Linked DNA regions of Mus musculus: regions 1 and 3 are each linked to region 2. The links are chromatin contacts, called in public Hi-C maps. All regions are on one chromosome and are shown on one strand. Each heading gives the region's core, a stretch centred on a gene start, on an enhancer-like site or on the middle of the called end of the contact. The rest is flanking DNA. Distances are from core to core; before and after follow the strand shown.

Region 1 (3,129 bases), core at 351-2,850, 550 kb after region 2:
AATGAAAATGACCAGCTATTTCCCCAAGTCCAGGGTCAAGTCTAACCTTTAACCTCAGGATTTAACTTGGCTCTTACAGATTCTTTTCTCCCCTCCCATCCAGCCCCTGCACATTGGCCCCTGCTGACCCCAGCAGACCTGGGTCATCTCTCTGGTTCTCACTCCTGGTGCTTAGAACAACACAATGAGCCTCTTTCCCTTCCTGCCACTTTCCTAGTGAGTTGCAACAAGAGAATTGCAGCATCCCACCTCCTTCCTACTTACTTAAAAGAAACCCTTGTGCATCCCCTCTGTCTCTAAAAGCTATGAGATAAAAAAGACTTAAGGTACAGGATTGTGGGAGAGAGCAGGAAGAGGGTACGAGGCAGTGATCCATTTGCTATAATCCATTCACCTGGAGGGCAAGGGCCACAGAATCACTGCAAGTTTGGGATCAGCCTGATCTACAGAATGAATACCAGGCCATCCAAAGCTACATGGCAAAGAGAAACCCTGTCTCACAAAGTCAACAAGGTCAACAAACTATCACAGCAAAAAGGCTGCACCTCCCGTCCTCTCGTGTATGCTTCTGAGCCCTTAATGGTTTTTGAGAAATAGCTCTTTTTGGGTTCTGAGGCTCAAAACCGTCATTCTAGGACTCTTAAGGTCAGCGCCAGGGATGTCATGGCTGAGCATGCCTCTCATGAAGATAAGCAGAAAAGTAATTTCTCAAGTGAATAGCACTTCAAGTCACTTGAGCAGAAGAGAGGAAGCTGCCCACCTTAAATGGATAGTCCATGGGAATTAGCAGTGACTCGGTACAGAGTAATAGGGGTACTCAGTAGCCTCAAAAAGAACACAACAATGACTGAATTAATCAATAACATAGCAACACTGGCCTCCAAACTTCTGCCCATAAAGCTTACTCCCCTGACAGATGTTCTAGAAATCTCCTCATCTCATGTCCCTGGGGCGTATCTAAACTGTTGGTCTGCCCCACATGACTGAGGAATTGGAGCGTATCCTCCCTGATCCATTTTCTGAGTCATCAAGCAACTTTCTTGATGGAAGAATAGAAAAAAAAAAAATCCAACTATCATTTTGCTTCAGGAATGGGTGTCTTGATATTTTGGTTCCTTTTTCTTTTCCTTCCTCCCTTCCCCTTTAAATTGAAAAAAAAAAAGTGTGTGTGTGTGTGTGTGTGTGTGTGTGTGTGTGTGTAGAGCTATGTGCCTGGGGGCCTGAAGTCATATAGATTAAGACAACCCCCCCCACCCCACCCAGGCCATAGTATAGTGGCCCAGCAGTTAGATAGTAACTAGGGACACACAATGCTGGTTCATAGTGTCTGACTTCAGAACAGTTGACTGACAACTGGTGACAGTTAGGTCCTGGCTTCAGGTGAAGTGGAAACTCAGCGTGCCCGTTAGTAAAACTTCCTTCCAGATTTTAAGTCTACCCCTTTCTGTTCTGCTCTGGGCCTGTGGGGCTGGCACATGCAAACCTTAATTCTGTTCTGCCAGCTGCTCCCCGTGACGCTTTGCCAAGTCAGGGTACTAGAGGGAGGAGGCCTACATGGTACAGAGAAGAGAACCTGTTCCTCTTTCTTGTCTATTCCCAGCATACCAGCAAGTCTCAATGTCTACTTCCTTTTCCCGGGGACTTCCTGTTCCTCTCAGCATCACCTGTGCCCCACTTCTTCCCCCTGGTGGTGACAGCAGAACATGCAAGGGACAGCATCTAGACCCAGCATGCTGGTTTGCATTTATCAGCCGACTACATTTTGTCTTTACCCTTGGAGATGTAGCAGCACCTGGGGGGGGGGGGGGAAGGGGGGAAGGGGGGCGAGGAGGAGGCATCTGGACAGTAAATACCTTCTTCCAAATTAGAAGGGAGCACCGGTGGTGCTACATTCCCACTCGTTCCCTTGTTGCTAAAATTCTTTCCCAGAGAGAGATGTAAGCAACATGTAACCCTTTTCCTAAGGACCCAGTGTCATACCAAAGCACAATACAACCAACTTTATTCTAGGGAACCAATGAGTTTATTGGCTTTCATTACAGAGCCCAGGTAAGGGGTTCCTTATAGGGGTGTGGCCACTCCTTCCCCAATCTGGAAAGCCTTACCCAGCAGAAACAGCAAGGACGACTTTCTCCATAGCTGCATAGATGGACACACACACACACACACACACACACACACACACACACACTTCCCCAGCCCATTCAGGTTAATTTAGGTAATAAGCAGTTGGATATTCTGGGAGTGGGAAGGGGAGGATAATGAGAGTTGGAAATTGTCCACAGGCCTACCTGGGACGATCTCTTGGAAGGTGGGCAAAGCTAAATGCCCCAGGAAGGAAGCTGGGGGGGGGGTATGGAGGACAGGAGTTCACATGCCTCTCCTCTGTGGTGCTTGCATTTAGTACTGTGGGGCAGTCCCTCCACGATTCTAAGTCTGAATGTCCCAGCCTTTCCCCACACATTTCTCCAACTCTAGGGAAGGCAGCTGCTAATGGCAGTTTCCACCTCTGTGACACAGTTGTGGTCTCTACCTCCGTTCTTTTCAGCTAGCTATAAATCACTCAAATTTTCCTTTTATGAAAATAACTGGTGTAAGTTCTATATCCTGCCTCCCCAGGACTGACATAGTCAGGATTCTCCTCTAATCTAGACAGTAGCAGGGGGCCCCAGAGTTAACACAAGACTCAGGTTCCAATTAGCTCTTTCACTTGAGTGAGTCACAACCCCCTTCGAGCTGTTTAACCTTTAGTGAAACAGCAGAACACTGTACTTCAGAGATGGTGACTGGTGACTGCAGGCAGAGTACAGCCTACCGATGTGGTCGATGTAGTCTGTCCCCCACATGAGCTCTCACAGTACTGTCTGAGCCTCCTCTGCTGGAGCCCGTTTCTCAGTCACATCTGAACTCTATTAAGCCCATAACTGGAGCCTGGAGCTAGAACATATCTAAGGCTCTTTGTCATTAGCAGCCAGGTACAAAGCTGCGCTGCTTATGACCTGTGGTTGTCACTAGACTTTGAAGCATGTCTGTGGTGGCTTGAATGTGCTTTGCCAATGGGCAGTGGCACTATTAGGAGGTGTGGCTTTATTGGAGGATGGGAGGAAGTGTGTCCCTCACTGCAGGAGT
Region 2 (3,108 bases), core at 6-2,505:
GGTTGTTAATATTTCATTAAAGTTATCAGCATTCATCTCCAAGAATATGCTATAGGGACTTCCTCAAAAATATTTCAGAATAACTCATTCATATAATTCTGTTCTTTAAAGGATCATTTTATTTGGTTTACCATTCCAAAGATATGGATACTAAAAGTTTGCCCCTATGGACACCCACTAATTCCTTAATGGGTACTTCCTCTAAAAACTTAATATATTCAAGCACCAAAGAGAAGAATACTTGTGACTTTAAATATTACTAATGGGAGAGAAGTAAAAATAATTGTCATTTAATTATAGAAATGTGTACTTTGATGCACAAATGCATGATAGAGGATAATGACTACAGACTTGGAAAATATTCTTTGGCTGCTGGGGACATTAGACAATAATTTACATGTTTAATTGAGTTTCTGTGAAAGGCTCATTGTGCAATTACATGTTCACTTAGGTGCTCAAATAGATACTGAGTACCGGTGTTTCACTTGTACCTATTTGCCCAAATTGCAGCTGAAGAAAAAAATGGGTCCGTTTATTCATGTGTGGGACTCCACATGTGCTTGCATTTTTACCTTGTGCTACAAATGCCTCCCGCCTTAAGGTTGATGGCTTCGCCTTGCTCCGAGCACTATTGCAGTGCAGACTATTTATGGAACAATATTGCCCTCTGGCAGTGAGGCAGCCAGTGGTTTTAATAACTGTTTTATGTCATTTTGACAGCTTCTAAACTAGTCACACCCAGCAGTTTAAGCCAGAAGGGAGACATCAAGGAAAGCCTGCAGGAGTTTTATATTACAAACCTTGTATGCACGTTTATATTAGGAAAGTGCCACATCTCTTGCTGTAAAGGAAAGCTGCCTCCCCCAAGAGGGAGACTGAAGGGGTTTTTTTGCCTCGGTAAAGCTTCAGAAATGTGCAAATAATAATGCAAGTGTTGTGCTCACCGAACAAGCAGGGAACAGATCCCTGTCCCTCCGAGAAAGCCCTGTGATCCACAAAGATCCCCGTAAGCTGATCAAACCCGGCTTCCTGGAACTTACACTCAGACACTCGTGGAATCAAAAAGGACTGTGGGGTCGTTATCTGGCTGGTCCTTTGGATTGAGTTATCTTGAGGAGTGTCACGGCTTTGCAAAATGATCCAGAGCTGTTCAATGAAGCTAGAGAAATGAAGGACTTGGCCACAGGCCCCCCATTCTTGGAGGGCTTTCTCGGCTGCCACTCAATCATTCAGGCAAAGAGGTTGCCAAAGGAGAGCCAGGTGGGCTTTGCCAGCTGGGACTGGCTTTGGAGGGGGGGTGGGGATTCTGCTATGTTTAGTAGAGCAGCTTCCTGAACAGCTGAGACAGGCATAGCTCAGTAAGCACCCATCTTTCCAGCCCAGTGCTTGCTGCTAAAGCTTTTTCCGGATTGGCAAAAGCAGCCCACTTTGTGTAAACCACTGTAGTGGTAAAACCAGGCCTTGCTCAAGTGACAACAAGCATCTTCTCACCCTGCAGTGGGACCAATCATCCTCACAGGAGAGTGCAGGGAGAGGGGGGTAGGAAGGCTTCTGGGCTGGAAGGGATGAAAACACAAATAGGCATGAAAGGAGCCTATAATCTCAGCCCTCAGGAAGGAATAAAAAGGGGATCTGAGTATGACCAGGCTAGCTCTTAGCCAAAATGGAGAAACTCGAGATTCAGTTAGAGAGCATACTTGTAAATAAGGAAGGCATCTGTGTTAACTTTGCCACCCCCCCCCCCATACAGGCATACACAGGTGCATACACCTGTGCGTACATATACGTACCACAAATGCATGCACACACAAACAAGGATAGCAAGAACATTACTGGAAAAAAATGAAAGGGAAATAACTGCTAAATATAGAAAGATGAATCTAAATGGATCCTAAAAAGAAATTATACTGAAATAATCAAACATCTATAACAACTAAATTTATTACTTGTAATTATTAGGTAAAAATTGAACTTTTATGACATGCTCTTTCCGAAATAAGTCAAATTGTTACTCAGAAACATCATCAATGCAAAAAAGGGAAGAGTTTATCTCGGTAGATAATTAAGGTAATTATTTTATTTGCATAAGAAATAAACACAAATAGCTCCAATTAGCTGATCAGTTGAGGGGAGAAAGGCAAGGAGGCCTATTTTAGCCAACCCAGGAATATGCATCATAAAAATAGATCCACACTTTCTTTTCTTACAAGCCATGAGAGCCTCAACCATGACACTAAACAAAAAATGAAAGAAATATGGAGACAAGTTTAGAGCAAGAGAGTATTGGGTGCCTGTTTCAAAGATGATCCAACTAAAGCTGGAGTGCCACCACAGAGAGCCTGTCCCAGTCATATGCAATCACTCCACAGTCGGTCTTCCCAAACAATTTAGTTTCCAATTGTTTCCAAAGAAATAGCACTTAGAAGAGAAGTACCTCATGTTCTCTTCTGTCCTTGTTAGGGTTTCCTGCTATGAATAGACACCATGACCAAGGCAACGCTTATAAAGACAACATTTAATTGGGGCTGTTTATACAGGTTCAGAAGTTCAATCCTGCTATGAATAGACACTATGACCAAGGCAACGCTTATAAAGACAACATTTAATTGGGGCTGTTTATACAGGTTCAGAAGTTCAGTCAATTGTCATCAAGACAGGAGCATGACAGTGTCCAGGCAGGCATGGTGCAGGAGGAGCTGAGAGTTCTTCATCTTTATCTGAAGACCAGTAAGAGAAGGCTGGCTCTGTTGGTCTCAGGAACCAGCATGGCATATTGTCTCTGAATGCAATGACATCATCACATATAGGCAACAGGGACCCAAGCATCTGTTGCCGTGGCAACCACCATACATTCCCAGAATCCACTTGGCTCACCTCCCAACTTTACCTGTGAGCAGCTATGCCAAAACCGGAATAAAAGGCAGACCCTTCTGACCTCCCTCCTCTCTCTGTCTCTGTTTCTCTTTTATCTTTGTCACTACCTTTGCCCTCTCCCCCCACAATAAACCCCAGATGAAATTGTATTGGCCTGGTATGGTCTGGCTAAGAGCTAGCCTGGTCATGCTCAGATCCCCCTTTTTTTCCCCCTCCTGAGGGCTGAGATTACAG
Region 3 (3,027 bases), core at 235-2,734, 750 kb after region 2:
TCCTGTGAAGGAAAGAGGGACTCGGGAACACACCAGACTGGTCATTTCTATGTAGGATGCTGAACTGGAAATCAGAGAATAATATTCTGACCTCAGCTTGAACACCCATTCCCTATGTAATCCTGAGAAGTTGCAGCAGAAACCCTGTGTGCAGGCTCTACACTCCCAGTGTCTCATGACAAGGTTGGATAAGATCAGCCCTAAGACTTCATCTACTTCGAATACTCTGTCATTAATTCAATGTGAAATGAGAGAAATGAGTAAGAAATTTCAATGCACTACTTAGACACTTCAAAAGAAATACTGATGGTTCAGATAATGAAACTAAACGAGAAAAGCGTCTTCAGAATATATGAGCAGAATTTAAATTAGCTCACTATTTTCTTTCAAGCAGTAATGAAGAAAAGGAAGTATTAACTAGGAAATTAAGGTCTGCTGTTCACACCCTTTCTATAGCTGGGCTCTTCTGTACCCCAACTGCTAAACTACACTCCCTCAGTTTCCCCAGCAGCCTCAGCTCCTAGGAGAACAGATGCTTTGAGCTCAAGCCCTGAGAAACCCTTTTCTACCCTGCTCAGGGCTCCAACCGACAAAGCGGCTTTACCACTATCCCTCCATTCTCACAGCAACCTAATGAGATGCTATGGGCCCCATTTCACAGATCTTGAAACTGAACGACATAGAGTCTACGTAAGTCACCCATGTCACACAGCCACCATCTAGCTGAGCGAGGTGACCTTCAGCATTATTTTCTGCCACCTTGCAGTGTACCTGTGCCTGCTGGCAGTGCCTTCTGCCTGCTGCCATGTAAATGACGAGAGAGTTAGGGAAAAAATCTTAACCTGAGCATTCTTCTAGAAGACTCTTGGCTCTCAATATATGAAGCCAAAAAGAGAGCTCTCTCTCTCTCTTTGAGCACATTCACTAATTCGGACAGCCTTAAACAAACAAGGAAGGTTACAGAACAAGGACACAAGGCAAGGGAAGTTTTAATTCTCTTAAGAACTCCTTAGAGCCAAAGATGAAGAAAGAATGGTGTAAACAGTCATTGCAAAAATGATTCTTATGAAGAGAAGCACATAAATAAAAAGGGAAGGGCATGAGGGAGGGAGGGAGCAAAGGAGGGAAGGATGAAAAGGAGGGAAGGAAGCAGGCCAGCTTTCTAAAAAGAGCCAATCAGAATGACCACCTATGACACACATTAAGAGCCACCACTTAAATGTAAAGCAACTTCAGACAAAGTATTTCAGAAGGATGTGAATGGAAACTCCAGAATATGAAGATGCGTTCCCATCTCTGTATCAGGTGTCAATGTGGCTTCAAGAAGGCACCAGCTAAATAACCCCTAATGCTAGAATCTCCACAATCTGTCTCCACAGACTCTATCTAGAAATCACTGGTGGCCTCTTCAATCCCCTTTAGCAGTACATCCTGTCCTTGCAGACAGCTTCACTGCCAAAGATCCTAGTTAAGAGCTATGGGATTTGTTTTCCCTAACTGCAGTGCCATCTAGTGGTAAAAACCAAACCACTCCCAACAGCACATCTACTCCAACTATTCTCAAGATAATGAATACTGTAAAACAAGAATGTGGGTTGCTCTTAAAACACAATGGCTTTGCCCATAGTTGGGACTGCCACTTGTTAACTCGACAAGCCTCCCTATACAATATGCAAAATATGATAAGATTAGCTTCCCGAGAAAAGACACATTTGGTTGTTGCTGCTTTTGCTCTGATATTGTTTACTTTAAAAAAATGTATTTTACTTACTAACAGCAGACTGTTACTTTGTGATTCTGAAGACATTCAGAGAATTCTTGTTAAATCTAACAAAAAAAAATTACTCTGGCTTAATATAATAAAAAATACAAGTCATTTGTTCTAAATCAACTTTCAAAAACTCTGAAGAATAATTTAAATGCAAGTGAAACTCATTATATAATAGCTACTAGTTTCAGTATATCTTGTCTAGTCTACATGTTAAAATTATGCTCTGAAACATGTGAGTTGGCCATGTTCTCTTTGTTTTTATAAACAAGATCTCTGTGACTACCTTCAGCACCTCAACTTTGGAGTTATTCAAACCACAGACAGCATTATCACAGCCTGAAGAAGACAGGAGGAAGACCAACACTCCCTAACAAGCAGGTCTGAACTGAAATCAGGTTAGAGCGTGAAAAGCTTTCTTTGAAAGTGTATAAGGCTCCTGACCTGGTGCTGAAGCACATTGAGTGTACCTCTGATCCTGCGCCGTATGAATAAGGATGCACTATCTAAGTAACAATAATAAATAATGATGATAAAGTAGTGTAAATCATTTCATCAAGAGGATGCAATTGATGGATAAGGATATTAAAGAACATTCTGGATAAGTGAGCTGTGGTTGACAGAGTAGGCGAGACCTTTGCCTGGATTGTAGGAGATGCATGTCTAAAATGAGGAAGAATTCTAAGTAATTAAAACAGACCTGGAGTTTCCTACTACAGTCATGGTCATTACTCTCCCATTTAACAAAAATAACCTCTGCCTGGCTAAAAGTAACAGCCATGGCTTGGAGGCAATGGCTTACAAAACAAAAGTAGGGAAAGGGATAGGCCAAAAAATTGAGCAGTCTAACTCAACAGGGCGAGAGAATGGAATGAAGCAAAGGGAAGACCCAAAGACCCACATCTGGAACACTGCCCAGTATGCCCAGGCAGTCCTTAAAGGCCATGTGACCATGTGAAATGAGCTGGTGGCTGGATGAGTGGCGTTCTCTGGGACAATAGAATAGTTTACAGGGTAAAGCAAACATGAGAAAGGCACAGGACCCTTCAGTGATCAGTGACTGGGGAGATTAAATATTAGGACAGCTCACTTGATAAGGTCTGAGGGAATCATTTAAGAAACATGATAATTAAAACTGGAATGGAGAGGTTTTTACATGCCATGAAGAAATTCAACACAGAATCATAATATGATACAGCCCCACGGTCACTAGATAGACTGACACTAAAGCTGAGTTAACATTGCTGGAGCTACTGGAC

Evidence for each region. Hi-C and Micro-C count contacts between places; a contact is called where the count stands out from the background.
Region 1: a contact with region 2 is called in a Hi-C map of cerebellum, with 1.7 times the contacts expected there. The contact joins two enhancer-like sites. A contact is called at or near these places in 2 of 484 Hi-C or Micro-C datasets (cerebellar granule neurons and cerebellum).
Region 3: a contact with region 2 is called in a Hi-C map of cerebellum, with 2.9 times the contacts expected there. The contact joins two enhancer-like sites. A contact is called at or near these places in 8 of 484 Hi-C or Micro-C datasets (the N1E-115 cell line, cardiomyocytes, cerebellar granule neurons and 5 more) and 1 of 115 datasets of contacts at active chromatin or transcription factors (astrocytes).

The regions. Positions count from the first base shown.
Region 1 is chr2:142,609,746-142,612,874 of GRCm38.p6, forward strand. No RefSeq gene overlaps it. Among named protein-coding and RNA genes, the nearest start is that of Kif16b, 290 kb to the right of the region's middle. Within about 2 kb of position 1,601, at least 64 of the 459 cell types and tissues checked have an H3K27ac peak or open chromatin away from gene starts, as enhancers often do. A contact at or near this core is called in cerebellum, where this site is marked.
Region 2 is chr2:142,057,391-142,060,498 of GRCm38.p6, forward strand. The region is part of intron 8 of Macrod2 (mono-ADP ribosylhydrolase 2); the gene reads left to right. Among named protein-coding and RNA genes, the nearest start is that of Gm25583, 420 kb to the left of the region's middle. Within about 2 kb of position 1,256, at least 39 of the 459 cell types and tissues checked have an H3K27ac peak or open chromatin away from gene starts, as enhancers often do. A contact at or near this core is called in cerebellum and cortical neurons, where this site is marked.
Region 3 is chr2:142,811,732-142,814,758 of GRCm38.p6, forward strand. The region is part of intron 12 of Kif16b (kinesin family member 16B); the gene reads right to left. Among named protein-coding and RNA genes, the nearest start is that of Kif16b, 88 kb to the right of the region's middle. Within about 2 kb of position 1,485, at least 12 of the 459 cell types and tissues checked have an H3K27ac peak or open chromatin away from gene starts, as enhancers often do. A contact at or near this core is called in cerebellum and cortical neurons, where this site is marked.